Linked DNA regions of Gossypium arboreum: region 1 is linked to region 2. A link is a contact called in public Hi-C data. All regions are on one chromosome and are shown on one strand. Each heading gives the region's core, a stretch centred on a gene start, on an enhancer-like site or on the middle of the called end of the contact. The rest is flanking DNA. Distances are from core to core; before and after follow the strand shown.

Region 1 (6,996 bases), core at 4,481-6,980, 33 kb before region 2:
CCCCTTTTGTTTCCTTTTATTATTATTATTTTTTCGTCTTTTTTCAAGATTAATTGATTCATTTATAGCGGTGATATTATATTTAATGTAAGGATTAATGATTTGGATTGAAATATATATTATAAGGCATTGTTTAATAGTAAGTAAAATACAATGGATTTTTAATAAACACCCTATGGAAACATAAACAATCATATTATTAATATAGTGGTCAACTATTGTATCAAGTATAATTTATTAGTATCATAACGATACATTAACTAACCTTAAAAGAGTGTGGTACGTGCAATTTGCTACGAAAACCATTTACTATTACTTAAAGTAATCATCTTTATGTTCAATTAATGCAATAATATTTTATATAATACATTGCTTTTAGTAGACTTTTTTATTAATATTCATTTTTGTCACTCTATATTTTTAATTATTTTTATATATATACAAATTGAGCATTTCCTTTTGGCTGCCAAAGTTTTAATCATAGAGGGAGATGTTCATGCATCATCTGTTCTTTTCTTTAAAAAAAAAAAAGAAATCATATACCATCACTTGTTTATGATTGAACAAATAATCATAATCTTTTGGATCTTATTATACCTGAACATGCAATTAAAATAAACCCTTCAACATTCATTATATATTCTTTCAAGGAGTTGATTATCAGCATAATCATGACCCTCCAACTAATAAAAGCAATATTTGTAATCCTACCAAAAGAACAAGTGCTTCTAAAAGTATCTTTTAAACATCATTTAATAATAATTAACAATTTTTGCTTTGAATTTTCATGTAATAAGAATGAAGTATAGCTTCTTCTTTTGATAATTTAATAAGTTTTAAATAAATGAAAACTCCTAAAAATTAACATGGTATATTTATATTTGGCATACATACTATTAATAATTTTTGTTTTATTTGGCATACATACAATTTCAATATTCATTCAATTTAGTATTCATTTCTACTAAAGTTCCATAGAATAGCTTACACATTCAAATTATATCAAGGAAAGATAAATGAATACAAGCTCAAAACCCCCCAAAATAGTTCTCATACTAAGCTTGAGATGATGTTATAACTAAAATCTATCTGACTAATGTATGCTACTGTTTCAAAAACAAGCTCTTCAAAGTGGCCTATCAAGGTACTGGCTGCTAATTCCATGTACAGGATAAGCCAGTCCCTTTTGTTAGACTACAAAGACAAAAATTACGAGACAAGTGAAAGACTATTCGAAGCGATAAAGGTCATGGTTTTTGATATTTGCAGCTCATGTTCTGGGGGAAACTGAAAAGGTGCATCATTTACAAAAACAACAAGCACAAGAATCAAGCACATTTACAAACAAAACGTGGCACCAGATTACATTTTCATGGCAAAAAACTAAACTTTAGATGGTAAGAAAACTGATCAGAAATAAAAAAATATGAAAACAGTCAAACAAAAGCTTCAAAGCAGAAAGCTTGAACCTTCCGAAAAGAACAAAAACCAATAGTTTCCTTTATTTTCTTTCAGTTTCTTAGCAACCAAACAGAAAACTACTATGTTAAATCAAAAACCAAGAGAAAAGGGATGGTTGGGCACCTAGAGATGAAAACATAGAAGTAGAAACAGATGAAGAAGAAATAGAAAGTGAATGAGTAAGTAATGAAGAGATTCTACAAGCTGCCGTGGCTACTCAGAAGAGAAAACAACAAAAGAGTAATGAACAGAAAGAGGATTCTAGCATTCCCAATAGATGGAACAAATTTTGTTTTTTTCGTTTAAACTTGGATTAGGAGATTATCATGTCTTATTTATTACAATAGATGGAATAAATTTTGTTTTAGAATGTCAATGTGATTATAGGGTAATTAATAGTTTCGAAAAAGGTAATCCAACATGGAAGAAACTCTAATTCTAGCTGCTAGTTTATTAGATTTGTGAGCAAAATATTGAATCTTCTCTATGATTTAGCCTACATTACTGTGAGCAAAATATTTTATGTTTGATATACGAAGGCAATTACAAAACAGATCACAGGCATTCATAAAAAATATGTTCAAATCCCATAGAAACAGGAATTAAAATCTTGTTTTTATCCCACATAAAAATAGAAAACAAGCACATGATTAACTTCATCCACAAAAATATCTAGTAATTAAAATCTTGCTTTTATCCCTCGATCAAAGTAGAGCTTTGGTTTATATACATACAAGAAGACATACATCCATCATCCATGCAATGAACCGAAAGTAACAGGTTCAATCAGCCAAAAAGAGAAGTCTTTTTTTTTTTTGATTATCATCTATTAGAAATAGTTTCAATCAATTTCAACTCCATTTTGACTAAAAATTCACCGAATCAATAGCAGAAAAATCTAATACAAATTTGATTCGAAAATAGAAAAATTACTTGAAACAATAACGGAATCTTGAGGAACCGCAACAAGAAGATGAATCTGAAGATAGATCAACAACGAAAAGAACAAAAATTGGAGATTTTTGAAACCAATCAGTTTCAATTTCAAGCTTGTTTCTGGTATTTCTCTTTTCTAAAAATTTGAGCTCGAGAATCCCAAAATCATTCAAGTTTCTTGCCTAGCTAAAGAAACAAAGAAAGGCATAAAAATTTTAGGCCTAAAATCGATTAAAATATGGACAAGTAAAGAACAAGAAGAAAAAAAAAAAGGCTTTTTGCCATACCTTAAGCCAAAACCCAGCGATGAGGAATGAGATTTGCCTGAGAAAGAGAGAAAGAGAGGAAACAAAACAGCAGCCTGAGATGAGAAGATATGCGACAAGCTAGAAGATGAAAAAAGGAAGAAGGAAAAGGAATGAAGAACGGAAGAAGGAGAAAGACTTACCTGGATGAAGGAGGAACCGGAAAATGTCTTACAGAAATGAAATCCATAATACATTTTCCCTAAAATGTAAGAGATTTTACCCGTGTCTTGGAAAACTTTTTCCAAATAGAAAATGTTTTCAGTCAAACAAACACTGAAAAAGCAGGAAAACATTTTCTGGAAAATGTTTTCCTGCAAACAAACGGACCCTAGAATGCGAAAAGAAAACACTATAAAGAAAATAAAAGAAAATAAAGAAGAGAGACCGGTGGTTAAGGCTTTGATCAATGCGGCACAACAACTTTTAAAGTCGCTAAAGACATCCTCTACAGTTCTAATATTGAGTAGTTTCCTCCATTTACTGGAGGGGCGGAAAAGAGAAAACAAGTATATTAGCATAGGAAAGGAAAAGGGAAAGAAGAAAGGAGAAAGGCATGGAACCGGACATATATAGTGTGAAATAATAATGCTGCTAGACAGTAGGCTAGCCGGCTATGGTGTGATTTCGAAGATCTATGTATGCTCTACGTAGCATCCTTTTTGGTTTAAAAAAATGAGACGTGAGACGATAGAGTGGGGTATAATTAGCTAGCTTTCCCATACATCCGTTTTTTTTAGTGAAAAAAAAGTTCCTACTTTTAATTTAATACCCAAATCAAACGGTATCATGTGTCTTAGGGCTAATTTGGCAATGCTTTTAAAAAGTGCTGTGAAAAAAATACTTTTGAGAAGTGTTTTTGAAAAATTTGATTTAAAATTTGAGTGTTTAGCATTGTCATGTTAAAAAGTACTTTTGAGAAATAAAATTTCTATTTTAAACATGTTATTATAAAGTAACAAATATACATTTAAATAATATTTAAATTAGTTAATATTATTATATTTTAGTAAAAATATAAAAAATTATTATAACTTCTTGCTAATATTTTAATAAATAAAATATAAATTTTAAATATTTTAAGCAATAAATATTAATTATTTATAAAATTTAATTAGAATATATAAACAATATTTTAAATATTTAAATATAACTATTAAATATTTGTATTAGTATTTTAAAAATATTTTTTATTTTTAATTAATGATTTTAACACATTTATAATTAAGTACCAAGAAAAAAAAAATACTAATATTATTAGAGGGGTGAAAAAGTAATTTAGTACTAAAAGTACTTTTGGGAGAGGAAAAGCTAAAAATTTTAGCTGAAGTGCTTTTTAAAAGCAGTTCTGAAAAGTTAAAAATTTCAACCAAAAACAACTTGTTCTATAAATTTTTCTTCAAAAAGTGCTTTTGAAAAACAATTCAGAACTGACCCTTAATAACTATTCGACACTTGTTCTTTATTAAAAAATATAAATACTTGGTCCAAAATTATATCTATTAGTGATTAAATTTAGGAGTTTTAACCACAAAAGAGAAGTGAAAAAAATGCTCTCGTCTCTTCTGATTTCTTCATGCGACAAGAACGAAGAATGAGATCCTTCTGAAGATCCCAGCACAAAGAAAGTCTGACTCAAAGAATCGGATGTTCCACCAGAAGATGTGATGGTTATAGAGCCATCACATTTGCCATCTTTGTCTTGGAAAGATATGCTTGTGATGAAAACAGATATTCAACAAAATAGGGAAAGCAATACTCAACATGTTGAAGATAGGGTTACCCTCTCTGATTAGGATGTTAATAAATCAATCGTTAATGGTATTCCTTCCATTGACTTCTCGGTAAGTAAATATCAATTTCTGGAATAGGAAATGGCTAACTCCATGGTGATCAAAATGCTAGGATGGAATATTGGATTTACGGCCCTGCAAAACAGATTATATGGATTTGGGAGGCCTTCTCAGCCTTTGCAATTAATGGATATTGAAAAAGGATACTTTTTAGCCAAATTTCAAAATGTTATCTCAGGGACCGTAGGTAATTTTTGGCCAATATCTAACTGTCCAACCATGGAAAATCGATTTTAACTCTGGGCTACCTTATCCGAATATGGTTCTTAACTGGATTAGATTTCCAGGTCTCCCCAGTCACCTGTATAAGATACAGATCTTATGGGAGATTGGGGTAATGATCGGCAATAGTCAAGCGAGGGGTCAACATGCTCGCATGGCTTTATATGTCAATTTAGAGAAACCTTTAACCTCTAAGATTCTTATCAATGGCTATCTCCAAAAAATTGAATACGAAAATATACCTGTGATTTTCTTTTCATGTGGAAGATATGGGCACAATAAGGAAAATTGCCCGAATGTTGTCCATACCACTGAACCAGTGAAGGAGACAGAGTCGAAGGTAGTTATGTCAAAATCCATGGCGATCGGTGACAGAAACTATGGCCCATTGATGCTGGTAGAGTGGCAGAATAGACGTACCAATCTGGAAAGGAATAAAAAAAGTAATAATTTTTCTAGGGAGAAATTAATGGGATCCCGATTTCATTCTCTTACAGGATCAACGGAGGCTTCATTGAAGGAAAGAACGAGCATGGAAACTTAGTAGATTGTGGAACAGGCTAGGAAAGATATTTTGGTTGACCCTCAAAAATTAATGGCGAATTCATTGGAGGGGGAAAGAATAAGGAAACTCAACAGATAGTGAAACGGACTGGGAAAGCTGCTTTGGTGGCACTCAAAGTAAACCTTTAAAGGAAAAAAATGTATTAATTGCAGATTTTAGGAAAGATTCATTGGCCTAGCTGGTAGGAGTTCAACCCAAAGGTTAGACCCACAAACAGAACCCAAATTTCCATCCAAAAGGCCGAAATATAAGTGGACCCAACATTACACTTAAGTGGACTGTTATTTTGGCTGAAAATGAGTAAGTTACTAGCAGGCATGGTGTGGGCTCGAACCAGGATCCATTGCTTTTGGCAGTTTCTACTGCTAACGATCCAAGGCCCTTTGAAGACCTCTGCAGCCCACAGCCTAATATTGATGAAAGTGTCCAAAACTCAAAGTCAGGTAATTTCATTCCTCCTTCTACTTCCTTTTTAAATTCACCGAATGATTCAAGTGCAGGTAAAGTTGTTCCTAGTTTAAATTCAAACCAAGCAGAGTATGTGGTACATTTCAACCCCATTTTCGAGAACAATTCTGTTACTGAAGTAGGAGTGAAGGAAAATCTCTTAAATGCCAAAAACCATTCAGCAGTGGTTTCCAAAAAGAACTCTTCTCCTAAACTCGATGGCAAAGAGGCCGGAGGCAGTATTTTATTGACTAAATTTTTTTCTTCTAAAGATGCTAATAAAGGTCATGTAGCTAAAGCATTTGCTGTAAAAGGCGGGTGAAAATTAAACAAAACTTTAAAAGGATCGAGGAATCGTTTCAAGAATACTAAAAATTCTCGAGTTCCTTTCATTGAGTCTATGAAGAGGGCCACGGATCTTATAGGGTCAGAATTTAATGGAAAATCTGTTAAAGATTTATCAATGAAGGGAAGAGAGTGAAAGGAGACTCCTTCAACTGAGCACAAATAGATAAGTTTTCTCTTTTCTATTTCTTTTTTAAAATTTATCATTATGAATTTTTCTGTGTTATCCTAGAATGTGTAGGGGTGTGGTAATGACAAATTTTTGTGAACCTTCTAGCATAAACCGAATATTATTAGTCTTCTTAAACCTAAGGTCAATGGGGCTAAAGTTGACGCTATCATTGCTAAATTAGGTTGGAATAATTTTCATCAAGCGGAAATTGTTGGGTTTTCTAGTGATATCTGGTTAGGTTGGAATAATTCGGTCAATTTAGAGGTGGTGGGAAATCACCCTCAGTTTATTATGGCTCGTATTCATTCTAATCTACTTCCCCAACAGATTTTTATTGCTTTTGTTTATGGAAGTCTTGACAGATAGAAAAGGAAAGCCCTTTAGAGAGATTTAAGTATTTCTATTCCTGCTAGGCATCATCCCTAGATTGCAATTAGAGATTTTAATGCAATTCTCTCCTCGGAAAACAAAAAGAGTGGTCATGTTAAAGGTCACAGATGTTAACTTTTTGGAGAATTCATAAATAGGACTCAACTTTTTGATTTAGGTTTTCAAGGGCCCCTTTCACATCGCATTGTGGCATTCTTTTTGAGAGACTTGACAGAACCGTGGGTAACGAAACATAGATGGAGAATTTTCCTAGTTACTCGATGACTCATCTCTCAAAAATTAAGTCAGATCATAGACCGT
Region 2 (7,920 bases), core at 814-3,313:
ATTGAGTGTTTTAGTAGTGTATTTTACTTGGCAAGAGTTTAAGATTCTTCATAGCAACAAATATGTTGTATGATAGTTATTCATCGAGTAGTTATTCATCGAGATACTATAGCATGAACACACATCAAATTCAAAGATTCTTTTTAGCAGATAGTTTTAACTTCAGTCTACTCTACATCAGTCCATGTGACCAACAACAACTAAGATTGACAAAGAAAGAAAAGGAAAAAATAGGAAAAGTGAATGCAGAGAGATAACAGTTTTAGCAATTGAGGCCAAAATATGTCAGTTTCCACTAAACAACCTAAATCCTAGCTTTTGGGGTTCTAGAAAAATAAAAAAATATTGAAACTCGCACTCTTGCAACAACCTAAATCCATGTTCTCACTTCTTTTCCAAAGCTCAATTAGTAGATAAATGTACAACATATGATCCCATCCGAGCACCACTACAAATTCTAATCCACAAAACAAGAGCTGCATTTCTAATGTCCCATAATCAAATCTAAAACAGAAGAAGAAAACATTTGCAACAATGAAAAGGTTTTAGTTTTAGCAAAGCAAAGCCAAACATCAATTTCATGTAGAAATCAGTAAGCTTTATGGAAGCTTCTCTAATAACTTCCAACCTAAGCAAACATCAGAGAAGAACTTTAACATTCACAAAAGGTGTTTGATTTTTTTTTTCTTTTAAACAAAACAACCTTGCAAACATGCCAAAATTCCTCAAAAATGTAAAACCCAGAATGGAAAAACGTACACTAAATAGCTAAACCTCAAAAGTCCCAAAAAAGGGGGAAAAAGTAAAAGGCAAAAGCTAATACCTTTTATACAGTTCCCCAAAGGAGCCACCCCAAAGGCGTTTCCTAAACAACCCTTCAGCACACTGGTGGCCTTCCCAAAGCTCGAGCCCACCGGTGACGATCCCAGGGACGAACACAACTGGGTGATTCACCGTCAAGCCCTCTTTCCGCAACTTGACCCCGGGTGGGTCCGTCAACGGCCCTGTTATCGCCTCCGTTACATATTGCGGAATCGAAGCAGGCATTGTATTGTAAAGTAATAACAAGAACCACCACACCGAACATACAAAACCAATGAACCAACAACAACTGTCCCAACATGACCATTTCTTGGAATTATAGCTTTCTTTCCTGGGGCTCTCGTATAGGTTATTCTTCTCATCTTCCTTTACGATGTTGCACCGTAAGTTCTGGGACTTCGAGGAATCCGTCCCCTTCCTCCGCCGCGAAAACGACATCGTTATTTAATGCCAAAATATAATACAGGTTTGTTTCATTAACGGAGACTAATGAGAATCTGATACTAAGACTCTCATTAATTGTGAAAGAAAAAAAGGGGCGGGGGGCTTTTTTCTTCTCACTTGAGCCGGTGACAATAAAAGATAATGACAGCCACCACCGGAGTTAGAGGTGGAAGTATGAGATTGGGTCTTATTTAAGCTTCAAACAGACTCATTTATTTTGATATTCCAGATTCCTCTGGCGAGGGTCCAACTGTGGGTCGGGGATGGCTAAGGAGGCTAGCGTCTCCTTTTTGGACTTTTTTTAAAGCCTGAGCCTGCGGTATAATCTGTTGGGAGCCGCCGGATTGACGATAGAAACTACGGTGGTCAAAGCATCAGACGGCGGTGGTGATGGAAATTAGAAATGGGTGGATTTCAACGGTGATTGGAGGTTGGAGAGGTGTTTTGAGTCTAATATTTCGGAGTAATTAATAATGTTTGTTATGTGCCAAAAACTAAAGATGCTTTCTGACAAATACGCTTGGGAATGGAAGCCACGTGAGTGGGAGCGGATATGTGTAGATAGACCCGAATCGCTCAACGATGTACACGTTCCTGCAATTAAATCAATGATTTTTCAGCTGCAATTTGCCTCAATTTATATTGACCAATTGCCCTAAAAACACAAACCCGCAACACTAGGTTGTTGAGAATGATTAAACTAGTTCTAAAACAGACAACCCTCTGTCAAAAGTTTTACTTCAATATTAGTAATAAAAGGAAATTTGTTTTGGAAATGGGTTGGAAGATCTGATACACCACACCACTTCAGGTAGATGGTAAATGATCAACATGCACAAATGCCAAATCTCTCACTATCATTATTAATGGCACTCACGAGTTGATAACATAGCCCAAGTTAAACGAGTTCTTCGGCCTTCCAATGATGAGACTAAGCCCATCGAGTCTCTCCAGTGGGCTTTTTGAAAACTGAGAAAAAAACAAAAGCAGAAGCTCAGCAATCAGCATCACGCACCAATCATTTCATCATCGGATCACACAGTGTATTAAAAAGGGAAAGGAAACATCATCTGAGCCCAGCAACGGCCTACACCAACCACACTCTTCTACTACCAATATACAGCAACAACTGCAGTGCAATGAGTGCATTTATCCCATTATACCCATAGCTCCTTCGATGAGATTGAGGAGATTATAATTTGGTTTTATCTCTTCCATCTCTTTTCTTTTCTTTTATTAAAACCCTTTTTGTTGTTTAATTTTGTTTTTATTTTGGGTTGGCGCAGAGAATCTTTGATCCTTTTTAATTAAACGTGGCATCATTAAAGAGCTACCTGAGTCTCGAATATCGGGCTCCAGCTCCCTGAAACTTCAGAGGAAAAAAGAAAGAAAAAAAACCCTTAGTTCTCTCTTACCCATCCACTGATCCTCAGATTTCTGGGTTTGCATTAAATTTTGCTTCTCTGTACGGTAAACTCGAAAACTTGTTTATTGTATAATCTAGTTCTCAAATTCTGACAAATCATAAATGTAGTTTTCAATGTATTTCTTTTTATTTAAACAGAAGATTTCTCAGCTTTCAGAGAATTTCGAAACAACAATGCTGACGTGCATAGCTCGTTCCAAGCAACCTGGTGATGACTCGGTGAGTCAACAAGAGGAAATGGACTCTTCCACTACTCCTAACACTAAGCACAACCAAGCCATCAAATCCCTCACTTCGCAGGTAATTAGCTTTCAAATTTACGACGTCAAGGTTTTCCGGTTCTTCGTTCTTTGTTTGGCTTTAATGACTGTGTGGTTTAGTTGAAGGACATGGCGCTAAAGGCGTCGGGGGCGTACAGGCACTGTAACCCCTGCACGGCGCAGAGTCGGTTGAGGAACATGGGCGAGTCTGACGCGGACTCGGACAGGTTCAGATGGCCTTATCGTCGGACGGGGAGTTCGAGCTCAGCGACGCCGAGGACGTGGGGGAAGGAGATGGAAGCAAGGTTGAAAGGGATGTCGAGTTCGAGCGGAGAAGGGACGCCGAAATCGTTGAGCGGACGCCGAGTGGACACGGTCGTGTTCGTCGAAGAAAGTGAGCCTAAAGAGTGGGTGGCTCAGGTGGAGCCTGGCGTGCTTATTACCTTTGTTTCACTTCCTCGCGGCGGCAACGATCTCAAGAGGATACGATTCAGGTGCGCCGCGCACTTATTTTTTCTGGATTTTCGCTTTCCATCATATTAAGAAATTTTTATTCCACTTTCGAAATTCGCTGGGAAATGGACTAGTCACGTCACTGCTCCAATGCCTGCCTAGTTTATTGTTAACATCAATAAACGAACAAAATGTTAAATAATACAAAGTTATAATGGTTTTGGTTTAAATTCCTATCTATTATTTTAGACAATAATATTTGTTGTTGGGTTGGGACTTGCTCTGTCATATTTAGTTAAACTCTTTAACATGCATTCTTTTTTTTTTTTTAAAGCTGTGTTTGGATTGTCAATTTATGTGTTGCTGAATTGAGTGTACTAGCTAAGTTATTAAAACTTTCAAATTTTTTTATATTTTTTATTTCCTATGTAATTAAATTTCTTGATTTAAAAAAAAATAAGTATAATCTCATTTTCTTATAATTATTTTACGTTTCAAACACAGATAAGTATTAAAATTGTAAAATTTGTACTTATAAATGGTGATGGATTTGTCATGGCTGCATCCAAACACTGCCTTAGCAACCTCGGCAGGAAAAGCAAGGATATTTAGGTGAGGGACCTACGGTGAAACAGTAGGCTTCACGCCTAATGAAAAGCAATCCCATAAAAGTCCAAAAGGAGAACTCATTGTGCCTCATCAATGGTGGGTGGGACACGATTGATTGTGTTGGCAAGCTTTTTCACTCACCCTTGTCGTCTTGTCGAACAAGCCTCTTCAAAGCCCCCACCCCAAAAAAAAAATTCCAGTTCACGCCATATTCTCCGTCCCATTGTCTTCTACTCTTCTTCTTCTAATGACCCATTTCTTGTCATTTTGTCTGCAATTAAACTAAGGGGGATTGATTGCCCACATCATTTGCCACTACAAAACTACGTGCAAGACAAAAATTTTGGACCCCTTTTTTGAGCTTACGTTTTTTGCCTACAAAACAGAGATCCGACTTCAACCTTCACCTTTCCATGTTTTCAATGGATGGTGACAGGAGGGATTAGTCGTTTTACCAAGGGAACATTGCTGTTGCCTCTCATTTATGACCTTGGCCTCGTTTGACTTGTGTTCCTTTTTCCCTTTCTAGATATTTTATTTCAATTGGTCTCTTAATTGACTGTTTTTTCCATCACCACTTTCATTTTCATGTCATTGTATCTGATTTAATGCTTTGATAAAGTTCCCTCCTTGGTTTTTGACTCCCTACGCCTTTTTTTCTTTTTGGAAATATTACGCATCCCACTACGTCAAACACACGGATGCCACTTCGGAATATTTAATATTGTACTTACCTAAGGGTGGTTGAAAGCTTCTTTTATATATATATATATAAACTAATAGTCAAAAGATGTTTATAAACCAACATAGTGGCCCAATATATAATTAAAATTTCCCATTCACATTAAAGAGTGTAGGTGCAACTATAATGGTCATGGTTGGTTTCAAGTTATTGACTTGTGAATAAGGGTAATGACATGGTATAGTGTTATCTATGTGTTTTTCTTTTATTTCCTTATTTTAACCAAAATTTGTGCTGGATTTCCCTGGTGTATGTTACTATGTTTCCTAAACCAGTCATTTAATGTTTTTTAGTTGCTCCATTAAAGCACATGCATATCATGGACCTCTCTAATTTCTGATTTCTGGTATGCTAATCTCATGAACATTAGGAGTTCTGAACCATAGTTTATTTTCTTTGACTAGTCGGGAAATGTTTAACAAATGGCAAGCTCAAAGATGGTGGGCAGAGAATTATGATAGGGTCATGGAACTTTACAATGTCCAGAGGTTTAACCGCCAGGCATTCCCACTACCAACACCCCCTAGATCTGAAGATGAGGCAAGTTATTAGGCTGTTGCCTGCTTAACATAGTGTGAATGGACTGCTCCCATGCAATGCCCTGCACTATCGCTGTGTTGAACTGAACTTGGATTATTGCATGAATGTTAATAACATCATTCTTTTGGTGTCTTACAGAGCTTTAAAATGGAATCAGCAGAAGAAAGTCCTGTAACACCACCATTGACTAAAGAACGCTTACCTCGTAATTTTCATCGTCCAACTGGGATGGGCATCGGCTACTCGTCGTCAGATTCATTTGATCAGCATGCAATGCAGGCTCGCCATTATTGTGACTCTGGTCTTATCTCAACCCCAAAACTTTCCAGTATTAGTGGTGCCAAGACAGAGATATCATCCATGGATGCCTCTATGAGGAGTAGCTCATCAAGAGAGGCTGATCGCTCTGGAGAGCTATCCATCAGCAATGCCAGTGATCTTGAGACTGAGTGGGTTGAACAAGATGAACCGGGGGTTTACATTACTATCAGAGCCTTGCCAGGGGGCAAAAGGGAACTTAGGCGAGTAAGATTCAGGTATGGTTCTATAATATTCTTTAACTTGAGCTATAGTTAGTTTTAATAGAAACAAACTAAAATTGAACAGGACCATCATAACTGAGAGAGAATGAACATGTATGAATTGATCAGCCCTACATATTAAGCTATTCTTGGCCGTGGCACTTAACATTTTATAAACTTTCAACATCTCAAAGTGGTAAATATAGTAGGCTGTACTTTAATCCAAAGCTACAACCATCTAAACTGATTTTAGCTTAGTTCATGTGGCTAATCTTTGCTTTCCTTAAAAATCTGTGAGTCTAATAGCAATTGCACTACTTCCATTGCTAGTTGACATGCGATTACGTTTTATTTGATGACCTTTTCTAACATGTTACAGACTATAATAAGTTAGAATGTGATATAACTTGCACTTCCCTTTTCAGTGGCTAGAATATACTTTCTAAATTCATTTACCCTGCTTTGAGATTGTTATATATTTATATAAAATAATCTAGCAGTAAATCAGCCATCAATTGACGCCAATTCTAGCATCTATTTCGTTTACTGTCATCATTGTCGAAGTCCTTTTGTTCGATTAAATATGATCCAGGCACGAGCTGCATTATATTTTCTCTTTTTTATCCCCAAAGAAAAGGCAATTGGCTAAAAGTTAAACATTTAAGCATTGAAGACTCATTGAAAATGCTCCAAAAAGCCATTTTTTCCGTGGATTTGATTTCATCATTAGGTTGATGGGTCCAACACAAGTCGATGCTGTAATTGAGGTCCATCTTAGAAACAATCATGATTTGAATTACCAACCATCAAAAACCGAATTATTAGCTGTAAATATATATATATATTTTTGACAGCATCATTACTGATTCACTTATTCTGCTTTCACCAACTAGTTTTACTCCCATGCCGAGGCAAAACCGACATGAAGTTTTACTGAAGAAATGTCATTGTCTTTCAATTTCCCATCACTTGATCTTAAACATTGACTGGATTACTCACATTATGCCTTATATCATGCAGCCGAGAAAGATTTGGTGAGATGCATGCTAGACTGTGGTGGGAAGAAAACCGAGCCAGGATACATGAACAATACCTGTAATCCAGCAAAAAAAGGAGGCTAGCGGCTTGCTGGCACTTTTCTAAATCGTGGGGGGTGTGTATTTTTTTCTCATTTCTTCTGCCATACTTGTAGAATCCCTTTTGCAGAGATCCAAGCAGGTGTTTCTGCCTACTGTCACCTGTTGCTAAGTTTTTTTTTTTCAGCTTCATAGTAGCTTAGAAATATGATGGTGGGATTTTATATTACTGGTTTCTTTAAAATCGAAAGTGTTTGGAGGATAAAGAGCATAAAATGTGTATTTGGGTGATGGTAAAAATGGAAAACCAATATCAATGAAAGAATGTGTTTCATCCTTCTTCTTTGATACAACTGCTTTGTCATATCTCCCTCACTGAAACAGCTCTTTGCTTTTTTAAGAGAAGGGGATATGTTAAACTTAACAGTTGACCCAACACAACAGATCAGGAGCCGAACTCAGCCCGCATTAACTTTTTTGGACTAAATGCCTACAAAGACCTATTGAGGTGGACTCTATCTTGTTCCCTGATTTGGGCCTAATTCTTTTTCCCAAAAATTCCCAATCTTATTTGAGGTTGTTTTGAGATCCAGCTCCGAAGCATTCGGTTAGCATAGAATCCAAATCTTTATTTTTTAAAAAAAATATAACTAAATACATAAAAAGGACTATTAGTATGGTTTGTGAGATACATGTACTCAAATGGTATATGGTATTAGGAAATGAATCCTCTCCTAGGGGGAGGGGGCAAACTATTACCTTGGGCTGAAAAATTATTATTTTAATCCAGTTTTACCTTTAAAAAATTGTTAGAATTTTGATTTAGTTCTTTTAAAAATCTTATATATATATAAGTCAATACCATAATAAAATTGTATCTTTAACTCTTATAAAATATATAACTTAATCTTAACCCTCTTTTGAAAAATTTCTAAATTTACTCTTATCTCTCCGTATTTACGTAATTCATGTAAATGTTTTGGTATGTAAAATTCTAAAATGTACCAACTTTTATGTATTTATGACG

The links. Hi-C and Micro-C count contacts between places; a contact is called where the count stands out from the background.
Region 1: a contact with region 2 is called in a Hi-C map of leaf, with 1.9 times the contacts expected there. The contact joins the enhancer-like site here to the promoter of LOC108474009 in region 2. A contact is called at or near these places in 2 of 5 Hi-C or Micro-C datasets (both in leaf).

Annotation. Positions count from the first base shown.
Region 1 is chr6:123,119,160-123,126,155 of ASM2569848v2, reverse strand. It overlaps the pseudogene LOC108471936. Among protein-coding and RNA genes, the nearest start is that of LOC108470590, 15 kb to the right of the region's middle. Within about 2 kb of position 5,730, at least 2 of the 2 cell types and tissues checked have an H3K27ac peak or open chromatin away from gene starts, as enhancers often do. A contact at or near this core is called in leaf, where this site is marked.
Region 2 is chr6:123,081,629-123,089,548 of ASM2569848v2, reverse strand. It overlaps LOC108474009 (phospholipid:diacylglycerol acyltransferase 1-like), which reads right to left and starts at 2,063. Exons shown (of 7, transcript XM_053029523.1): 1 at 824-2,063. The coding sequence starts at 1,260. It overlaps LOC108470932 (protein Brevis radix-like 4), which reads left to right and starts at 2,087. Exons shown (of 6, transcript XM_017772463.2): 1 at 2,087-2,731; 2 at 2,843-2,992; 3 at 3,073-3,446; 4 at 5,161-5,296; 5 at 5,435-5,832; 6 at 6,838-7,246. The coding sequence starts at 2,867. The coding sequence ends at 6,916.